Regions from separate parts of the Sus scrofa genome. Here all the other regions are linked to region 3. A link is a contact called in public Hi-C data. All regions are on one chromosome and are shown on one strand. The core of a region is the stretch at or near the end of the contact, and the rest is flanking DNA. Distances in the headings are between cores, read along the strand shown. Region 1 holds the start of KRT18 (keratin, type I cytoskeletal 18). Region 2 has its middle 22 kb from the start of KRT18. Region 3 holds the start of KRT8 (keratin 8).

Region 1 (2,774 bases), core at 78-2,577, 37 kb before region 3:
GAAGTCATCAGCAGCGAGACGGGCATTGTCAATCTGCAGAACGATGCGGGCATTGTCCACAGAACTTGCAAAGATCTGGGGGGATGGACAGAGAGGTTGCTCGGTGAGTGGGAAGTTGATGGGGAGGGCTGAGTACGTTGGGAGGTGTCATGTGTCTCAGTAAAACAACCTTCCTGGTCCCCGGGTAACCAGAGGCTCTCCTTGTATACCTCTCCTCTTCCACCTGTGCCCCCTCACACTGTCCCCTCCTTTCCTGGAGTCCCAAATCCCAGCGTTTCCCACCTCCTGCTGCCCTTCCTTTCCAGGCCTCCACTGGCTGGCCTGCCCAGAAACGAGCAGCTGCTAAAAAGCCTGCTCCTGGCCTTCTCCTAGCATTTCTTGCGAGAGCACCTGCTCAGTGGCCCCCCTCCCCCACTGGTCTCTCCCACAGGTAGGCCTTCTGTTTGCTCCTAGATGACTCAGCTTTAGCCACATCCGCTTAACCCCTCCAGCTGTCCCTTCTCCGCTCCTGTTTCACCTCCTTCCATGCTGTCCACTCTTTTGCAAATGCCCACCTCCCCTTCCGGCTCTCTCCTGGGGAAGAGCCCTTCCTGCTCATTCACCACCCTTGGGAGCCCGGTGGCCAGAGGTGTGTAAGGAAATCTGGGGCATTCCTAAGCCCCCCAGTCGGAGTTGCAGGAGGGGTGGGAGATGGGGGAAGGAGTGAACGTACCCCACTCTGTTAGAATTGCTATCCTTGGGGGAGGGGGAGGAAGAGGGAAGGCAGCCGACAACTGGAGGATCCATCAGGGCTGGGAGTTGGGGCTGCTCCCTCCTTGCCCTCTTACCTGAGCCCTCAGTTCCTCGATAGTCTTCAAGTAATGACTCCAGTCCCTGACCTGGGGTCCCTTTTTCTCCAGGTGTTCCCGGATTTTGATCTCCAGCCTCCGATTATCAGCCTCCAGACTCCTCACCCTCTCCAGGTAGGAGGCCAGGCGGTCATTCAGGTCCTGCATGGTCTCCTTCTCGCCCTGGATGCCCCCGACACCCACCAGACCCCCGGCCATCCCGGCCCCCCAGCCGCTCCCGCCCCGGACGCTGCTGGAGCGGGACACGGAGATCCGGGAGCCCGAGCCCCCGGCGCCTGCATAGACGCTGGCCGCGCTGCTGACCGGTCGGACCCGGTGGCCCGGCGACTGCACGGACCGGTAGCTGGAGAAAGAGGACTGGGTGCTGAAGCTCATGTTGCTTATTCCGCGAGGGAAGAGCGAGACCAGAGCTCAGGTGCTGGGCCGTGGAGGGTGTTAGGTTCGCAACTCAAGTTATAGCTCCGAGGGAAGGGGAGGGGACCTCCCGGACAGGCTCCGCCCCTGCCACCGGAGTCGCTACGGAAGCCCGGGTCACAGGTGAACAGCGGGGAATCATCGCCCATGGTTCCTGACCCTCCCCAGCCTTTCCCCGCCCCCTCAGCCCTGCCCTGCCCCGGCCACCCTCCACCCTGCGGGAAGGGGGTGAGTGAGCGGGATGGAGACCCGCAAGGGCAGCAGGTGAAGGTGGCTCTGGCAGCTGTGCTTTCACGGCAAGAAATGATGATATTGTACCCCCACCCTACCCCCAGGGAGAGGAGATCCAGCCTGTGAGAATTTGGGGGATGAGGGTCCGGAGAAGAGTGTGTCTGCTTTAGCTGGGCTCAGCCTGCACCCCAAGTTCCCACCTGCAGGGGACATCTTGGGGAATCCTAGAGCCCCCAGAGTCCTGGGGAAGAGAAATGCCATCCTGAGGCTCAATTTGGCTGGTTTACACGGGTCCCCACCTCGGTTGATTCCCCAACAGTCCTCCTGCATCCTATAGGCGGGTATTGTCAATTACCCACAGACACCTTCACTCACCAATCATGTTCAGACTCTGGAAAACAAACTCATTCTCTGAACGGGGTCTCCTTTCCCCTCTTCCCTCAGCTCCATCCCAGGGAGGCCTGGCCTCTGGGAAACACTCAGTGATTTGAACAGGGGACTTGTCCTCACTTTTGCACACTTTTGTGTTTCAGCCTTACCCACACCCTTGGGTAAAGAAATAATAGCTGGGCACGTACAGTTCAACAGATATTTGTTGGGCACCTACTGTGTGTCAGGCTCTGTTCTAGTTGCTGGGGAGCAGTGGTGAAAAGACGCCGGTAATCTTCATGGAGCTCTCCTGTCCGAGAGGACAGACACGTGCACCTAGAAACATTCTAGGTGAGCCTCAGCCTGGTGGTCGGCCCTCTCTTCCTCCTCACTCGGACTTTTTGGCAAGCCCTCTTCCTTTCCCTGCCTCTCCTCAAAAGGTTCTCTGGATCCCAAGGAGTGGGTGGAGGCTGCCTCCTTCTGGAAGCTTCGGCCAGGATATGAGTGAAAAGGCTGCAGGTAGAGAAATTCCCACAGCTCCCTTCACCCCTGAAGCTGGATGGTGACCCCCTGCTGAATGAGCTGGAGGAATCCTAAGGTTCTGGGCCTGTCACCACCAGCAGCTGGTTTGTCAGGCAGGGGCTGGCATTACCTAGCTGTCTGTGCTGTTTGCTCTGCAGTGACCTATTGATTCTTAATGAGCTGCCAGCTAAACTGAAGAGGAGGGGGCAGACAGGCAAGGAGACCTGGGAGGATAGGTGCCCTGGGGAGTAGCTGGGTCAAAGGACCAGCCAGGGGGCAGGTGCAGCTCAGATGAGGGGCTTGGCCCTGGATCATCCCAGGCCTGGCATCTTCTGGTGGGGAAACACCCACTGGGAGCTAGTTGGAGGCAGGTCAGGGTAGGAGCTGGCC
Region 2 (2,910 bases), core at 303-2,802, 59 kb before region 3:
GAGGGAGCAGGGAGAGACCTGGCTCCCCCATTTCCCAATCCAAGGCTTCTCCGGATTTGGGGCCACATCTGGCCAGTGGTTCTGTCCACAGTGGAGCGTGGATGGCAAAGCCTTCCCTGCCTCCTGCGGGCACAGGACAGGGTCACCTGCTCCGGACCAGAGGGCCTGGCACCAAACAGGAAAGGGTTCAGTTCATTGGTACCACTGGCTTTTGCACGCTCTGGCCTCAGCCCAAAGGGGAGGTGGGAGTGGGGAAGGGGAGGGCAGGAGTTCCCATTGTGGCTCAGTGGGTTAAGAACCTGAATAATATCCATGAGGATTCCAGTTCCATCCCCGGCCTTGCTCAGTGGGTTAAGGATCTAGTGTTGCCATGAGCTGTGGTGTCCTTCATAGATGCAGCTCGGATCTGGCGTTGCTGTGGCTGTTGCATAGACTGGCAGCTACAGCTCCGATTTGACCCCTAGTCTGGAAACTGCCATATGCTGCTGGTGCAGCCCTAAAAAGAAAAAAAAAGAAAAAGGAAAAAAAGAGAGAAAAAGAAAAAGGAGAAAGAAGCAGAGGGCAGAAGTTCAAGAGCAAGGGGATGGTTTGGAGCAAGCTCACTGGGTCCAGGGGTGGGGGGTGCATCCCAAAGGCTCAGTCTACCCCCTCAGGCTCCCCAGAGTGAGTGTCTCCTTTCTCTCTTGTGACCCCCAGGCCAGGCCTTACTGGTCCTCAGAAATCAATCCTCAGAACTGTTCCCTGGAATATAGATCCTGGGGCTGGAGAAGGTCTGTCCCGAGACAGGGAATGGAGGTGATGAGGATGGTTCTTGTGGGGCATCGGCTGGGCTCTGTCCGGGGAGGTGTTTCTGGGAAGCTGGGCCCGGGCCCTTTGCAGCTGCTATTATGGGGAGGGAGACAACACCTAGCAGGCGTGCCCGGATCCCAGATCCTTGAGGTTTTTTGTTTTGTTTTGTACTGTTTGCCTTTTAGGGCCGCACCTGCGGCCTATGGATGTTCCTAGGCTCGGGGTGAAATTGGAACTGCATCTGCAGCCTACCCCACAGCTCATGGCAACGCCGGATCTTTCACCCACTGAGCGAGGCTAGGTAGGGAGCGAACTCGCTTCCTCATGGATACTAGTCCGGTTCATAACCCACTGAGCCACAGTGGGAATTCCCACAGACCCTTGGGATTTTGTTCATCCCTCTCCTTGTCCCTGGGGAGGCCACCCACCTTTTTTCAGGCCATGAGCCCCTTCTCTGGCCCCCTGTCCAATGCCCAAACCCCAGGCTGCCTCACTGCGGGGAGGATGAGGCGGGCAGCTGGCCGGACTGTGGGAGAGCACCTCACACAGCCCTTCGTGGGAACGGAGGCCCGCCTCCTGGGCTACCCAGGCTTGGCTCCTCGGGGAGGTACAAAGACCAGTCTGGTGTCTCGTCTCCTGAATGACAGGCCTTCAGCTATTTGACGTCATAGAGAATAGACGGGAACTCAGAGGAGATGGAAGGTTTTGTCAGGGAGGAAAATGGCCCGGAGGGGAAAGAGGTGTATTAGCGTGGCCAGGTGAGTCAGCCTGATGCAACCCAGGTCTCCTGACACTGCCCAGGGCGCCCTTCTTCCCTCCCCAGCTTCTCTTTCTCCAGGTCAAACGTGCCTCTCCTTTGAGATCTTACTTTGATCTGCTTGGTACAATTTCACTTTTATTTGTATGTGCACGTTCTATTTTTATTTTGTTTTTTGTCTTTTTAGGGCCACGCCCTTGGCATCTGGAGGTTCTCAGGCTAGAGGTGGAAACAGAGCTACAGCTGCCCGCCTACACCACAGCCACAGCAGCGCCAGATCTGAGCCGAATCTGTGACCTACACTGCAGCTCACAGCAATTCAGGATCCTTAACCCATTGAACACGGCCAGGGATTGAACCCATGTCGTCATGGATTCTAGTTGGGTTCATTACGCTGAGCCATGATGGGAACTCCTGTATGTGCACAGGATGTGTTCAATCCCTGGCCTTGCTCGCTGGGTTAAGGATCCGGTGTTGCAGCACGCTGCACAGATGCCGCTCAGATCCAATGTTGCCATGGTTGTGGTGTAGGCTGGCAGCTGCGGCTCAGATTTGACCCCTAGCCTGGAAACTTCCATATGCCACTTGTGTGCTGTGAAAAGAAGACAAAAACAAAAACTAAAACAAAACCCCTTAAACCTGGATTGATATCACAAGTTCACAACCCCTGAACCCAACCGAGAGGTCCAGATGGCTCTTGGGATTCAGAATCTTTTAGATTTTAGAAAGGGAACGTACTATGTATAATGTACAAGTAAAAGCACAGCGGGGTTTGATGTGGCACCTGAAACCATGGAATCAGACCCTTTATTATTTCTGCAGGGAGACGTACACCCATTCCCCCCTAGGTGGGGTATATGAAACCTAGAAGCAGCCTCATGTCAGGTTTTGCAGGTAAGTGAATTAATTACAAAGACCTCTGAGTTCCCACTGTGGCTCAGAGGGTTAAGAACCTGACATAGTCTCCATGAGGATGTGGGTTGGATCCCTGGCCTCGCTCAGTGGGTTAAGGATTTGGTGTTGTTGCACCTGTGGTGTAGGTCACAGATGCAGCTCAGATTCAGTCCCTGGCCTGGGAACTTCCATATGCTGTGGGTGTGCCCATTTAAAAAAAAAAAGAAAGAGGAGTTCCCATTGTGGCATAGCAGAAAGGAGTCTGACTAGCATCCATGAGGATGCAGGTTCAATCCCTGACCTTGCTGAGTGGGTTAAAGATCTGGCGTTGCCTTGAGCTCTGGTGTAGGTCACAGACCTGTCTCAGATCTGGCGTTGCTGTGACGTAGGCCAGTGGCCACAGCTCTGATTGGATCCCTAGCCTAGGAACTTCCGTATGCCGTGGGTGCACCCCTAAAAAAAATAGGAAA
Region 3 (2,868 bases), core at 282-2,781:
TCTGTCTGTCCCCCAAGGTGGGGGCTTCTGCGTCTCACTGTCCCTCTGGAGGGGTCTCGGTGCCTGTCCTCTGCAACCCGTGGTGTTGCCACTGGAGAAAGATGGGGGGGAACCTGCACATCTGCCCTCCGGGTAGGTGCACAGTAAAAGTCACCCTCTTTCCTGGGTTGGGGCTGGGGGCTGGGGGCCGCCCCTCCCTCTCTCCCCCCAGGGAGGGGGGATCTCTATTTAACAACCACCAGTCCCAACGGCATGGCCTGCAGGAGTGTTCAGAGAATCCAGCCCCAGCCATTAGGTAACTGCAGCTGGAATCTCTGCCTCGGGGACCTAAACCTCCTGCTTTCCACCCACAGCCTGCCCCACCTGGCCGCACCCAGGCCTGGGGTGCCTTACTCAGCTCCCCATTCTCTAACCTTCTGCAGGTGCACGCGGTGCCCTGACCCGCTCTCCTTAGTCATTCTCATAATGGGTTTGGTGAGACAGGTGCAGGGACTCTTCCCTCTCCTCTCCCAGTTGGGGGCCTGGGAAGAGAAAGAGAAGGAGGGGCCAGGGGGCTGCAGGTGGACTCGCCATGGGTGCCCCCCACTCTATCCCCCTCCCCCGCAGTCCTGTCTCCCTTCCTGTGATTCACACCGGGGAGCTCTGGGAACGACTCCCTCAAGCTGCAGTGAAAGGGAGGAGATTGAACCCCCCCCATGCAGCTGCCCCCACCTCACCCTCGAACTCTTGTTCATCCCTCTCTGGGCCTTTCAGCAAGGCTCGTGGTGTGCAGCCTGGCCCGGGGGACTCCTGGGATCTTGAAAGGAGACACAGGGTTGTGGCCAGGAAAGGGCTGTGCTGGATCTCACTTTGACTTGCACCTCCAGCCTCGGAGGGAAGAGAGCGTGTGTGTGTGTGTGTGTGTGTGTGTGTTCATTCATTCCGCAGATATTTACCCAGCCTCCCACCCCTGGCATTGCACCAAGTGCTGAACGCACAGCAGTAACTGAGGAGAGACCGGGCAAATGGCTGACCTCAGGTTCAAGGATCCAGAACCTGGATGCCCTGTCCTTCAGCCTGGGCAGAACTTGGTCATCATTCAAAGTGACCAGAACACAGGGTCGTGTCTTTGGGGGGGGGTCCACCCGTTCAGGGGAGACTCAAATGCCAGGGATCCCTTTCCTGCTGCTTCCCGGTCTGAGAATTTCTTTCCCACGAGGGAAGGAGATAAGTCCCAGGAGTCCGGGTTGCCATGGCTGGGCGACCCCAGGCAAGTTCCTTTGTTTCGGGAAACCTGTAGAGGCTGGTAGAGAGCCCTTCCATGTTCACATTCCCGGAATGGCCCTTTCCTGGGCCGGGGGTGGTGCTGGAGTGGGCTCCTGGGAGGGCGCAGCTCTCTGCTGCCCCCACCTGAGTCCAGCCTGTAGGTGGCAGGTGTCAGGTTTGGCCCTGCCCCCTCGGGCCTAGCCACTCAGCTACAAGGCCGATCCCCTCCTTTGGGGCTGGGCTCTCTTGTATAAAAGGCCATCCGGGGAGCTGTCCCCCACCGAGAAGCAGCTCTCGACTCCTTGAATCTCTGCTCCGGCCTACTCGCCTCCTCTCCAGCCTCCACCATGTCCATCCGGGTGACCCAGAAGTCCTACAAAGTGTCCACCTCCGGCCCCCGGTCCTTCAGCAGCCGCTCCTACACCAGCGGGCCGGGCACCCGCATCAGCTCCTCGGCCTTCTCCCGGGTGGGCAGCAGCAGCAGCAGCTTCCGGGGTGGCCTGGGCTCTGGCATGAGTCTGGTTGGAGGTTACGGTGGGCCCTCAGGCTTGGGAGGCATCACAGCTGTCACAGTGAACCAGAGCCTGCTGAGCCCCCTTAAGCTGGAGGTGGACCCCAACATCCAGGCCGTGCGCACCCAGGAGAAGGAGCAGATCAAGACTCTCAACAATAAGTTTGCCTCCTTCATCGACAAGGTGAGAGCTCCCCCTGCGTGGCTGGCTGTGCCTGGGGCCCCGTCCAGGATCCCAGCCCTTTCTCTTGGTCACCCCACCCTTCGTGGGCACATCTCCAGGCCCCTACTACTCACCTTCCGCTGGGCACCACCCACCCTGGCAACACTTTCTCTTCCAGCTGAGAACGCCGCCCTGCCGGGTGTACTTTGGTTTGGGCAGGGGAAGGGCTGCGGGTGGGGCGGGGTCTGGGCGGCTTCTGACCCTCAATCTCGGGGCTCCTTCCCTCCCTGGCCCACCTCACCCCAACAGAGGGCTGACCCTCTGTAAAGCCTCCAGCCTGGTAGACTCCCAGCTCTTCAGCTGTGGGCTGGGAGGGGAGCTCACTCTGCTTCCCTAGCGCCACCTCAAGGGCTTCCCAGTGGGGCCCCTGTGCTTCAGTTTTTTTTTTTTTTTTTAAATAAACAGAGGTTTGATAGGATTCTGGGAGAAGGAAGCAGGTGTCTTGATTCAAACAGGCAAATATTGATCGAGGCCTTTGGCGTCTCAGGGCCCCAGTGTGGGGGGCATCAGTAAGACTCATTCCTGGGCCGGGCTGGAACCGGCCGTGTGGGTGGGGTCGGGCGGGGCAGAGACCCGCCCCTACCGTGGGGTGAGGGGCAGAGGCCCGAAGTCCTGGAGATCTGCCCCTCCACCTGCCGAGCTCATAGCATCTGGGGTTGCGTGGGTGTGTCGGAGTGGGGTGGGGGGACGCCAGGGGCTGGCTTCAGGAAAGCCCATCCAGGATTCAAAGTCTGCGGGGCGTGGGACACCCCACCCGGGTTTCACGTCCCGTTAAACTCCGGAGTTTATGGCTTCAGATAAGGCGTCTGTCCGCCAACGCCCCTCCCCGCTCGGCCCTTGTCCCCTCTCACTGTCCCCTGCCCTGGCTCCGCCCCAAAGGCTTGGCTCC

The links. A called contact is a pair of places that touch in the nucleus more often than the background predicts.
Region 1: a contact with region 3 is called in a Hi-C map of liver, with 10 times the contacts expected there. The contact joins the promoter of KRT18 here to the promoter of KRT8 in region 3. A contact is called at or near these places in 6 of 47 Hi-C or Micro-C datasets (embryonic fibroblasts, epiblast stem cells, liver and 1 more).
Region 2: a contact with region 3 is called in a Hi-C map of omental adipose tissue, with 1.9 times the contacts expected there. The contact joins the enhancer-like site here to the promoter of KRT8 in region 3. A contact is called at or near these places in 2 of 5 promoter capture datasets (fetal skeletal muscle and liver), 7 of 47 Hi-C or Micro-C datasets (epiblast stem cells, fetal liver, liver and 2 more) and 1 of 2 datasets of contacts at active chromatin or transcription factors (skeletal muscle).

The regions. Positions count from the first base shown.
Region 1 is chr5:18,216,239-18,219,012 of Sscrofa11.1, reverse strand. KRT18 (keratin, type I cytoskeletal 18) reads right to left here and starts at 1,327. Exons shown (of 7, transcript XM_005652579.3): 1 at 828-1,327; 2 at 1-75. The coding sequence starts at 1,223.
Region 2 is chr5:18,237,908-18,240,817 of Sscrofa11.1, reverse strand. No RefSeq gene overlaps it. Among named protein-coding and RNA genes, the nearest start is that of KRT18, 22 kb to the right of the region's middle. Within about 2 kb of position 1,552, at least 2 of the 83 cell types and tissues checked have an H3K27ac peak or open chromatin away from gene starts, as enhancers often do. A contact at or near this core is called in omental adipose tissue, where this site is marked.
Region 3 is chr5:18,178,940-18,181,807 of Sscrofa11.1, reverse strand. KRT8 (keratin 8) reads left to right here and starts at 1,531. Exons shown (of 9, transcript NM_001159615.1): 1 at 1,531-1,940. The coding sequence starts at 1,593.